Regions from separate parts of the Xenopus laevis genome. Here region 1 is linked to region 2. The links are chromatin contacts, called in public Hi-C maps. All regions are on one chromosome and are shown on one strand. The core of a region is the stretch at or near the end of the contact, and the rest is flanking DNA. Distances in the headings are between cores, read along the strand shown. Region 1 holds the start of nufip1.S (nuclear FMR1 interacting protein 1 S homeolog). Region 2 overlaps LOC108709791 (TSC22 domain family protein 1).

Region 1 (4,672 bases), core at 1,562-4,061, 140 kb after region 2:
AAATCATAAGATGTACAATCGTTCGAATCCCACTAACCGCACGATAATTTCGAAGGATTGGTCGGACTTCCCTAAAATCGGTTGTTCGGCAAGAAGAATCGTTGCGTCTATGGGGAGCTTAAAAACTGTGAATATCTCAGAAACCAATAAACATGGACCAAATTGTTTTTTGGGGGTAAGATCCTCCTTAAAGGGGAAGGAAACCTAGTCGGCGCAAACCAAGCCACCCCCCCACCCATTTGTTGCCCACCCTCCCTCCTCCCCCCTGGCCTACCCGTCCCGCTGGGCAAATGCCCCTAACTTGTTACTTACCCTTCTGCGCAGGTCCAGTCCAGGGAGTTCACAGACGACATCTTCTTCCATGCGATCTTCTTCCTGCTGTGAACGACTTTTTGGCGCATGCGCAGTAGGATCATTTCGCCAGTATGGATCTACTGCCCATACGCCAAAAGTCACACGCATGCGCAGTAGATCGTACCGGCGAAATGATCCTACTGCGCATGCCCCGTTCACAGCAGGAAGAAGATCGCGTGGAAGAAGATGTCGTCTGTGAACTCCCTGGACTGGACCTGCGCAGAAGGGTAAGCAACAAGTTAGGGGCATTTGCCCAGCGGGACGGGTAGGCCAGGGGGGAGGAGGGAGGGTGGGCAACAAACGGGAGGGGGGGTGGGGGGTTTGCGCCGACTAGGTTTCCTTCCCCTTTAAAGTTCGTTTTAGAGACTCATTGTCCTAAAGCTGCCCATACACACACACACACAGATATTGTCCAATTCAGGTTTATTTCAATAATCTAAACAAGTGTATTGCGCAAACAATCTAGACAGATATTAAAATCAGGGGCCATATGTACCATATAGGCACTTGAGGGCCCATGTCTAGGGTGGCAGCTTTTGACTCTTTGGTAAAACTACTGAGAATTTCTCCGCGGGTTGCCACTAGATATTCGCCGGCCAAATCCAGCAGCAGTGCTGGGTACCTGAACCCCCAACAATCAGCATATATACAGTGCATCTCTGAAGAAGCTGTCCTCAAACAAACAGGTTAGGTGTGACATCACTTCCAGTCACAGCCGTTAGTGGATGCATAGGTGGAACACAAGAGAGGGAAACCCCGGCAGAATCCATCTCTTTGTATTGCAAAGGTTCACCTCCACAGTCTGCACCATAATACTAAAGAAGTGGTTGTTTGATATGCACTCAGAAGTGTGATTTATAAAAAGAAACTCCCTTGAGTTGATACTGATATGATGTTTTAATTGTTTGAACCATGCTTTAAATAATTCTACCTTTTGAAGAAAGCACAATAAACAACTTGTATTAATTAATTTTAATTTAACTTTGGAGATAGCACTTTGTTAAAATCACTAGAGCACTTTAGGACACACAAGAAAATGATGTGCAAAGACTTTCTATAGTTCAAGACACTCACAGAATTGTGTTGCAGCACGCTATTGATTAAACTGAATGTTAACAATACTGTGCTAGGTTCTGTTATTTGTTCTTTTTCCGTAGCCTGCAGAGCTTATCAATAACTTTATCTTGATTTTTTTTTAATCTAAAGTACAGCAGGTTCTTCTGTGTAAGTGCTGATCAAGGGCTGAGGTCTGGCGCCCGCAGCACCAAAATACAGCCCTGAATATTTACCGTGGATCCAGTTTCTTCTGCCATCTGAGAGGTTTGAAGATTTCCATCATATCCCTTGGTTCATACAACAATATCTGTGTGTGTAGAGCCAATGTTGCCATAACTGTACTACAGGTTTTCCAGATCACGATGTCCTATATGAAAACCGAGCTGCTGTCTATGCATTCATGGCCTGTTTAAAGAGGTTGTTCACCTTTGAGTTAACCGTTAGTATGATATTGAGAGTGATATTCTAAGACAATATACAATTCTTTTGTGGTTTTTGCATTATTTAGCTTTTTTCAGCAGCTCTTCAGTTATCAATCTCAGCAATCTGGTTCCTAGGGTCCAAATTACCCCAGTTGTAATGCACCGGTTTGAATAAGAGACTGAAGCATGAATAGGAGAGGGTCTGAATATAAAGTAACAAAAAGTAGCAATAACAATAAATATGTAGCCTTACAGAACATTTGTTTTTTTAGATGGGGTCAGTGACCCCCATTCGAAAGCTAGAAAATAATTTTAAAAAAAATCACAAAAAAAGAAGGAATGAAGACCAATTGAAGAGTTGCTTAGAATTAGCCATTCTCTAACATCTTAAAATCAGATATTTTCTATCATAGTTAGTTAAATTGGCCTTTTAGCAAATGATCGGAGTTCATAATCCATCAATATGTGCTGAATGGATATAAGAATACTTGTTTGGATAGGATGCACCCTGCAGTGTCCCTATACAGCTCAGCCAGTGTAGCATTTGGATTTCAGATAACTATCATTTAATTAATTATATGGTAACCACAAGCACAGTGTTTCTGCTTATATAGCCTGTGAATGACCCTTGCACTTTTTCAGAGTCCCCTACCGAATTTAGGAATACATTAGGCATTCGATATATTGTGTTGTATGGGTGAATGGGTCTCGAATCCATTCCTGCCAGCACTCACCTCCTCCATGCTGCTCACTGTATGACGGCTGCTGCTGCCTGTACTGGGGTCGCCACTGGTTCCATCCTCCACCCCACAGCCCCTGAGGGGAAGGTGGAGGACAATGAAACCATGGAACTGGTGGTGGGCCTGTGCAAGGCCCAGCTGTAAACATCGGAGGTCTGAGTCCCGGGGCCGGGTAATGATTTAAGTTCTCCATACTAGTGGATAGCACAGCGCACACATCAGAAAACGTGCCTACTCAACTATTCTCCCACTTCCGTGTAAAACTGACAACTGCGCCATATTTGATAAGGGCAAAACAACCTCTTCTCCCAAACAATGTATTTCCCTGAGACGCCCTGAGTGACAGATTATACAGAGAGGAAGCAACACCTCACGTGCATGTTTATTTAAGATGCTAGTCAAGTGCCAAAGACCCAAATGTAAAGTATTGCATAATTGCAAGCACCCCCACCGCCGCGGCCGCAAAACATTAGCGCGCTGTCATCTGAACGCGCCGGAAATCGCGTCGCACTGAATCAACGTCACGGTGTTCATAGAGGAACATGGGGTAATAAATGTAATGTAAAAGCATCAGGCAAATACTTTTATGGCAAAATGATAAATAGCATTCAAAGGCAATGTTAAGATTGATGTAAAAAAAAGCTATTTTCTGGTGTTGGTAGCATCCTAAAAGTAAGTGTTTTTTTTTTTTTAAAGTAAATTATTTTTCAAAGCATTAAAAATCAAATCATGTGGTAGAAGCAATAACTGCAGGAAGTAAGCTTAATAAGAAAAAGGCAGCATGTAGATATATTACATTACAATGACCCATGAAGTATTTTTCACCCTGTTTGCCATAGTTAACAATATCTATGGCAACAGAAAAGCACTTACAGTATAGTCAGGATAATTGACCTAGTAATAGTTACGTCCTTCCATATTTCATGTTATTAATAAGCTGTTCCTTGTAGGAGTCTCGCTAAAAAGTATCAACCATGACCTCCTCCTAATACTTTCCCTGTTATTTAGTTGCAGGCCCAGTGCTGCCACCTGGCTACAAGTGTGACAGCAGCAGCTCAGACTTGTCAGATGACAGTGAGCAGGAGTCCATATCATACAAAAGAAGTTCAAATACATCCAAAAACAAATATTATAAAAGCAGGTCAGTCTTAACTGTAAAAAAAATGAAACCATGGTCATGGCATTAATTTCCATATTAAAAACACAAAAATACTTGCTAAGCTGATCTTAAAACACCCCAAGTAGTACATTTTCCAGGGCTTAGCCCGATATTGCCCTGCTTTTGGTGGGCACATTGGGAGAAAGAGCGACTCGTTTGCAGAGGTTTCCAAACTAGCAGATCTTTGTGTAAGGCCACTTTAAATACATATACCTTACATTTACTAAAGGAGCAGTTTACATCTAAATTAACTTGAATAATGTTACAGCTAAAACAACAGTTTGGGTTTTTTGTTATTATTTTGCTTAATTTTTTGGGAGAAGACACAAAGAGCTACAAGTTGCATCTAATCTACTGTCATGGCTACAAAATAGACAATAGTGATAGAGCTAGGTAGCTTCCCTATGTCTCCAATGTTCACAAAGTCTCAATCAGTCACAATCACAAACTGCCTGAACTAGAAATGTGACCAGCAGGTGATCTGATGCCTTGTCTGTTGCCATAAATATCCTGGTGTATTCAAAATCTATTTTTCCTTAAATGTGGTGTCAGAGCTGTTATTAGAGTATAATATCATTCACAGCAAACAAAGTCTGCCAATAGTCAGCACAGAAGCAGATGATGACTTTTTTTTGGGCCAACTCTTCCACCAGGGTTTAAGAAGCAATCAGATTCTCCAGAAAGGTATGTTAAAAATAACATGCTAAATCAATACACTGAAGCTACTTGTTACATGTGTTGAACCTTGTTTAGTTCAAGTATATCATTTCCATTTTGTGCAATAAGTAGTGGTTTTGGAGGCTAGGGAGATCTGTATTAGGAGGACTACTCACCCTAGGAATTATTTCTAGATTTTATTTTATGATGGTAGTCAAGCAAAATAAACTTCAATAACACTATATAAATTATTTCAGTGTTGTTGCTTTTAGTCTTGGAATTCA
Region 2 (5,055 bases), core at 1,435-3,934:
CATCATACTAAAAGTTAATTTAATCTTAATTTAATCTTCTCAAAAACAACTGCAAACTATTGCCAGTGGTACTACAGGCATCTTGGTCAGCAAGGTATAAATGACATACTGTGCACTGCAAAAAAAGCCATCACAACAGCAAAAAGAATACATTAAAAGAACATATGGAAATAAAAAGTGGTCACTGGACATGATAGGGGATAAACTCATAGCAGGTTTATGTCCCAGTGAACTAGAAATAATAAACAGGAAGCAAAAACTGCAATAAACCAATAGTATTTTACAGAAACTACTCACAAAGCAAACAAAAGCTCTGTGCAAAACATTGTAAGAAAAAACAAAGCATTATGTGATGGCAGTATCACAAGGGGAAAAAAACGAAGGAAGCACCAAATCTATTATTTTGGGATTTGGGTGAATCCTTCATGGAAAATTAAGCAGAATCCCCAACCCAATCCAAACCCTAAATTGCATATGTTAGGAAGTGCTAAAGAGAACAGTGTATCACACAGATTTAACCTCCTGTAAGTCATGTGATCTCACGGAGTCCGATTGGGTTTGGCCAGGCACTTGGATTCGGCTTAATCCGGCAGAAAATGTCAGAACCCCCAACCAAATCCTGGGGGTGGGGGGTGGATTTTTGACTACACAAAAGAGAAATTTTTCTTTGAACAAATGGTCTAAAATGCATAAAATTCTTCTCTTGTCTTTTTTACACTCACACACACGATTGTATCTATGGCACCGACAGTACCTGAATGCCAGTAATTCTACAATTCCATGACTGCTATTGTTTTATGGGTTTCTTGAGAGGTCCTACATATAGCCACCATGGCCAGAATTTAGTTACACACGTGTAGCATGACTGTATTCCAAATGCAATGTAAAAATAGTCAAGTAATTTATAGAGCAAACGATCATTATGATGATGTTAGTTTTGCTCCCTTGCAGTACAGGGATCCTATTATCCCTTCCAGGCACTATGTGCACAGTGTTTTAACAGTTCACTAAAAAGTTCATTATTCCCCCATGACAGACGACATGTAATTCTAAGGATTATTCAAAAGGTGGCAGCAAGCAACCAGTGCATGGTCAGCTAGATGCTTGAATGCTTTATAGTGACATCTAGTGGCTATTCTGTAAAAATGTTACTCTGGAATGAATAAAATACATTTATCAAAAACTACATTTACTACACTGTCTGTGCTTCACCAGGCCAAAAATGGTTATGCAGACACAGTAAAGCTGGCATTCAAATGTATATGTAAGCAAATAAATATATAAAAAAGATAATACATACACAATAGTCTATGTCCTTATATGTATGAACATCCTTTATATAGCGTTTATATACACAGCACTATTCATGTTTACAATACACCAAAATGTGTGAAGACACAGCATCTCTGCACAAGAGAGCTGCAGGCAAAAACAAACGTATAATAAAATAAAGATTGTTTTCCATTTTGGGTGTAAATATATCCCCATACTAAAAAAACTGCTACATGAATAATTACTGAACCCATAAGCTTCTTTTACCAGCTTAGAGGTACAGTCTACTCACAGGGAGGAGTTCAGTCTTCAAAACTGTGCAAGGAGCATCATTAAAATGACCCCAAATTGCTTCTTCTTTTTTTTTTTTTTAACCACTCCTGCAGATATATTTTTATGGGGGTTAGGATGTATGAAATCCTATAATTGCACACACATTTTGTTTTACAAATACATTTAGAGTTTTCACAAGTATTCCAATTGAGTGCCATACTATATACATATATACACACAAACATATACAAACAGCAGGTCTGGATGCAGTTCAAAACATCCACACAACTATATCACGAAGGAACCAGCACTCACAGAACTACAAGAGGCAACCCAGTGTAATGTCATTACTGGTCACTGAAACAGGCCAATTAAACTACATAAAACTACTAACGAGCAAACAATTTTTAGGAGTGACTAAACATTTAGTTAAACTGGCACCAATATAAAAGTGACCGTTTTTGACTGAAAGTGTTGAACCTGGTTTATCTTAAAAAAAGCTGAAAAAAGTTTAAATTTGGTAAATTTGCTATTGTAAAATTGGTAATATCTTTAAAAAGAAGTGCTCTCAAGCAAGTTTTATTCTTGACTTTAGACCCTCTTTAAAGGGCACCTGTTGGCTAAATATTTTATCTCCAACCAAAGGTGCGGACTTATAGAGCTCACACTCTGGTTGGGGTAACAGTAGTAGTTTTTTTTGTTTTTGTTTTTTAAATTGTCCCCATCAGCGCTAGGTTACATTCCTCGTTGTTTCCAGGTGCAAGCTGGCCATACATACAGCAATCCATCTTAAGGTGGGCGATATTGGGCTGATCGGATTGTGGACCCTAGGGCCCAATTATTGGATTACAAACAGGAGAATATGGGAAGTTGGATCAAGGGCCACATCAATAAACAAATGCGGTCCTCTTTCCGATGGAATTTTAAAACCCGCCCATTTGACGTCTGGCCAACTTTTGGCCAGATATCGATCAGGGGAGCCCGTTGGAGGGCCCCATACACTGCCCAATGAGCTGCCAATTAACAGTTGTTTAGGAATTAACAGTCACTGAAAAGAGGTCAGAGACAAAGAGCTGATCACAAGCAGTACCTAGCAGTATTCTAGCTTTCTTTTGCTGCTGAGTTGTCCATACATTAACATGTGCGCTTACTGCAGAGGATTAGTCTGGAGACTGGAATCTCATTTCATGCCCCTTTTTAAATGACAAGTGTGATTACACTCCTGGCTGGAGTTACTCCCATCTAAACAGTCTAATATTCACAGACAGATTTAGAGAAAGCAGGACTCATGATAAAGAACCCCTTCATTTAAGAAGTGGAGCATTGCATAAATCAGGCAAGTTAAACCTACTGGCCTCCAACTGGTACTTAAAGGGGAATTATCATACAAAAAGTTTCAATACAATTAATCTCATGATAAGAAGAAACATTACAAATAAAATGAATTAAAAATTCTCTACTATTTCTAAAATAATGATGTTAGGCTTTACTAAATGCCTACCTGCAGAGTTTGTTGTTTTGAAAGACAGCTTGAATATATTTGTCTAGGAAAAGGGAGCACAAAAGCTGGAGGGCAGTAAACTGGACATGTCATGTGTATAGTTTTCTCTGCCAGCAGGTATCAGCCTGTCGCTGTGCCTACAATCTAAAAATTGGCTCTAAATGTGCCTTTTTTGGGCCAATATACGTATAACCTTTGTGCAAATTGACAGACTGCCTAAAATGCCAATGCACATACACAGGGCTGTAGGGGGCCCAAATGACCATGCGTTTTGCAAATTTTTCCCTTCGTGAATTTGCCAGCAAAGCAACAGTGAACAGATTAACTAGTCTCACTAGTTGAGAATTCAGCTAGTCTGATAATAGTATACATAAGAACATTGGTATATTTAAAATCAGTGCCACAAAGCACATTTATTTGTCAGAAAATATACAGTCCTAGAGAAATAGATTCCCCTGTAAAAGTAAAACAAGCACTAAATAAAATAATTTTCCAGCACTAAAGTAAAACTTTAATACAATACACAATTTTATGCATCATTTTCAGATAAAAGAAAACCACTGCAATGCTGATGAAAATAGCCCTATAATCCCTTGCTTGTTGGGCAACAAATATTTGGCATTGACATGAAATCTACCTTTCACCAATGGACACTAGAGTCAAAGGTTGTTAAAATTCTTCCATATCCAGGAGAATGTCTCATGAAATTGAAATTGTGCTGATAAGACAAAACAACCCATGGATTTTAAAGAACTGCTATCACTTTTGACATGCAACATGTAAAAATCACAAATTTTCCTGCTGCATTTTACATTCTTAAGGCTAATGTCAACTGGAATTATGTCCTGGGCAGGAAATTTAAAATGATTCTCAGATGCAGAACAGGGGGTATTTGGAGGGGATTTTTAAACACTAATCAAAATTAAGCGAAGCTAAATTTCAATTTGCCTCTACCACATCATAAATCAAGCCTGTTAAATAAAGCACAAAAGAAAAGAAAATTTGACATCAACAGATAGCCTTTAACGGTCTCCTGGAGGTTTTGTATTAATTGCTGAAGAAAGCTAGCTAAAAGATCAAGGTTGTTTACATGAAACAGAACATTAGTTGATAAAGCACTCGCATGAGCAAAGCCAAGAAAAAAAATCTAAGGATGATTAATTAGCTGGAGAGGCGGGTGACTATTATTACACATAATTGGGTTAATTGGGATATGCTGCACAATGTATTGTACACAGTTGTAAGGGTTTGAGTTGAAAATGTTCTGTAACAAATTCTGTAAATTAAAAAAACACCAATTAATGGATCATTGTTTTGTCTTTATTGTCACAACTTCTAAATGGTGTCCCTTGTTTAAAACTTTCAGTAATGGTCAGCTGGGAGTGAAGCTTACGGAGAGGAAGCTGAATATCATTTAATACAATATGACACGACTGCATGTGATTTTCTAGTTAGAGTTGCAGGTGGCCCTTTTTTGAGCAGCCACTGTGGGTGCTGGGAGACCTGTGGCACTTCCCATTTTAGTGAATGTCAAGAAAATAGCAGTGGCAATCAAAGCCCCTCATGTGCCACAGCACTAATATGATGAAGCCACAGAATGGTATTAATAGTACAAACATTATTAGAAAACAGGATTTCTTTTTACACGATCAATTGATGGAGTTATTAAAGGAAGGGAACCGTTATAAGACAGAACAACAAGAACTCAGAACTATTACTATGAAATGTGTACCAGTCATTTTCCAATATTTAAATGGAAAAAAAACCCCACAAATTTTCCACCGGATTTCCATTAGCAAGTGTTCCCTGGAGCAAATATGCTAATAACTGTTGAACAGTATCTGGAATTCTAGCCATGCACTGATCACAGTTAGGCTGGCTAATGATTAGCAGTACTGGCTGTGGATATGTATGCGCACACTGGGGGGGGGGGCAATATCAACACACAACATGAATGTAATTAGGCCTCAGTCAATTATTTAACCCCTTGGAGCCCATTAAATCAATAC

Evidence for each region. A called contact is a pair of places that touch in the nucleus more often than the background predicts.
Region 1: a Hi-C map of the XL177 cell line shows a contact between it and region 2, with 4 times the contacts expected there. The contact joins the promoter of nufip1.S here to the enhancer-like site in region 2. A contact is called at or near these places in 2 of 4 Hi-C or Micro-C datasets (the XL177 cell line and the XTC cell line).

The regions. Positions count from the first base shown.
Region 1 is chr2S:125,279,335-125,284,006 of Xenopus_laevis_v10.1, forward strand. nufip1.S (nuclear FMR1 interacting protein 1 S homeolog) reads right to left here and starts at 2,812. Exons shown (of 10, transcript NM_001096952.1): 1 at 2,567-2,812. The coding sequence starts at 2,765. It also overlaps the pseudogene LOC108708987.
Region 2 is chr2S:125,137,632-125,142,686 of Xenopus_laevis_v10.1, forward strand. The region is part of intron 1 of LOC108709791 (TSC22 domain family protein 1); the gene reads right to left. Among protein-coding and RNA genes, the nearest start is that of LOC108709791, 30 kb to the right of the region's middle. Within about 2 kb of position 2,685, at least 1 of the 7 cell types and tissues checked has an H3K27ac peak or open chromatin away from gene starts, as enhancers often do.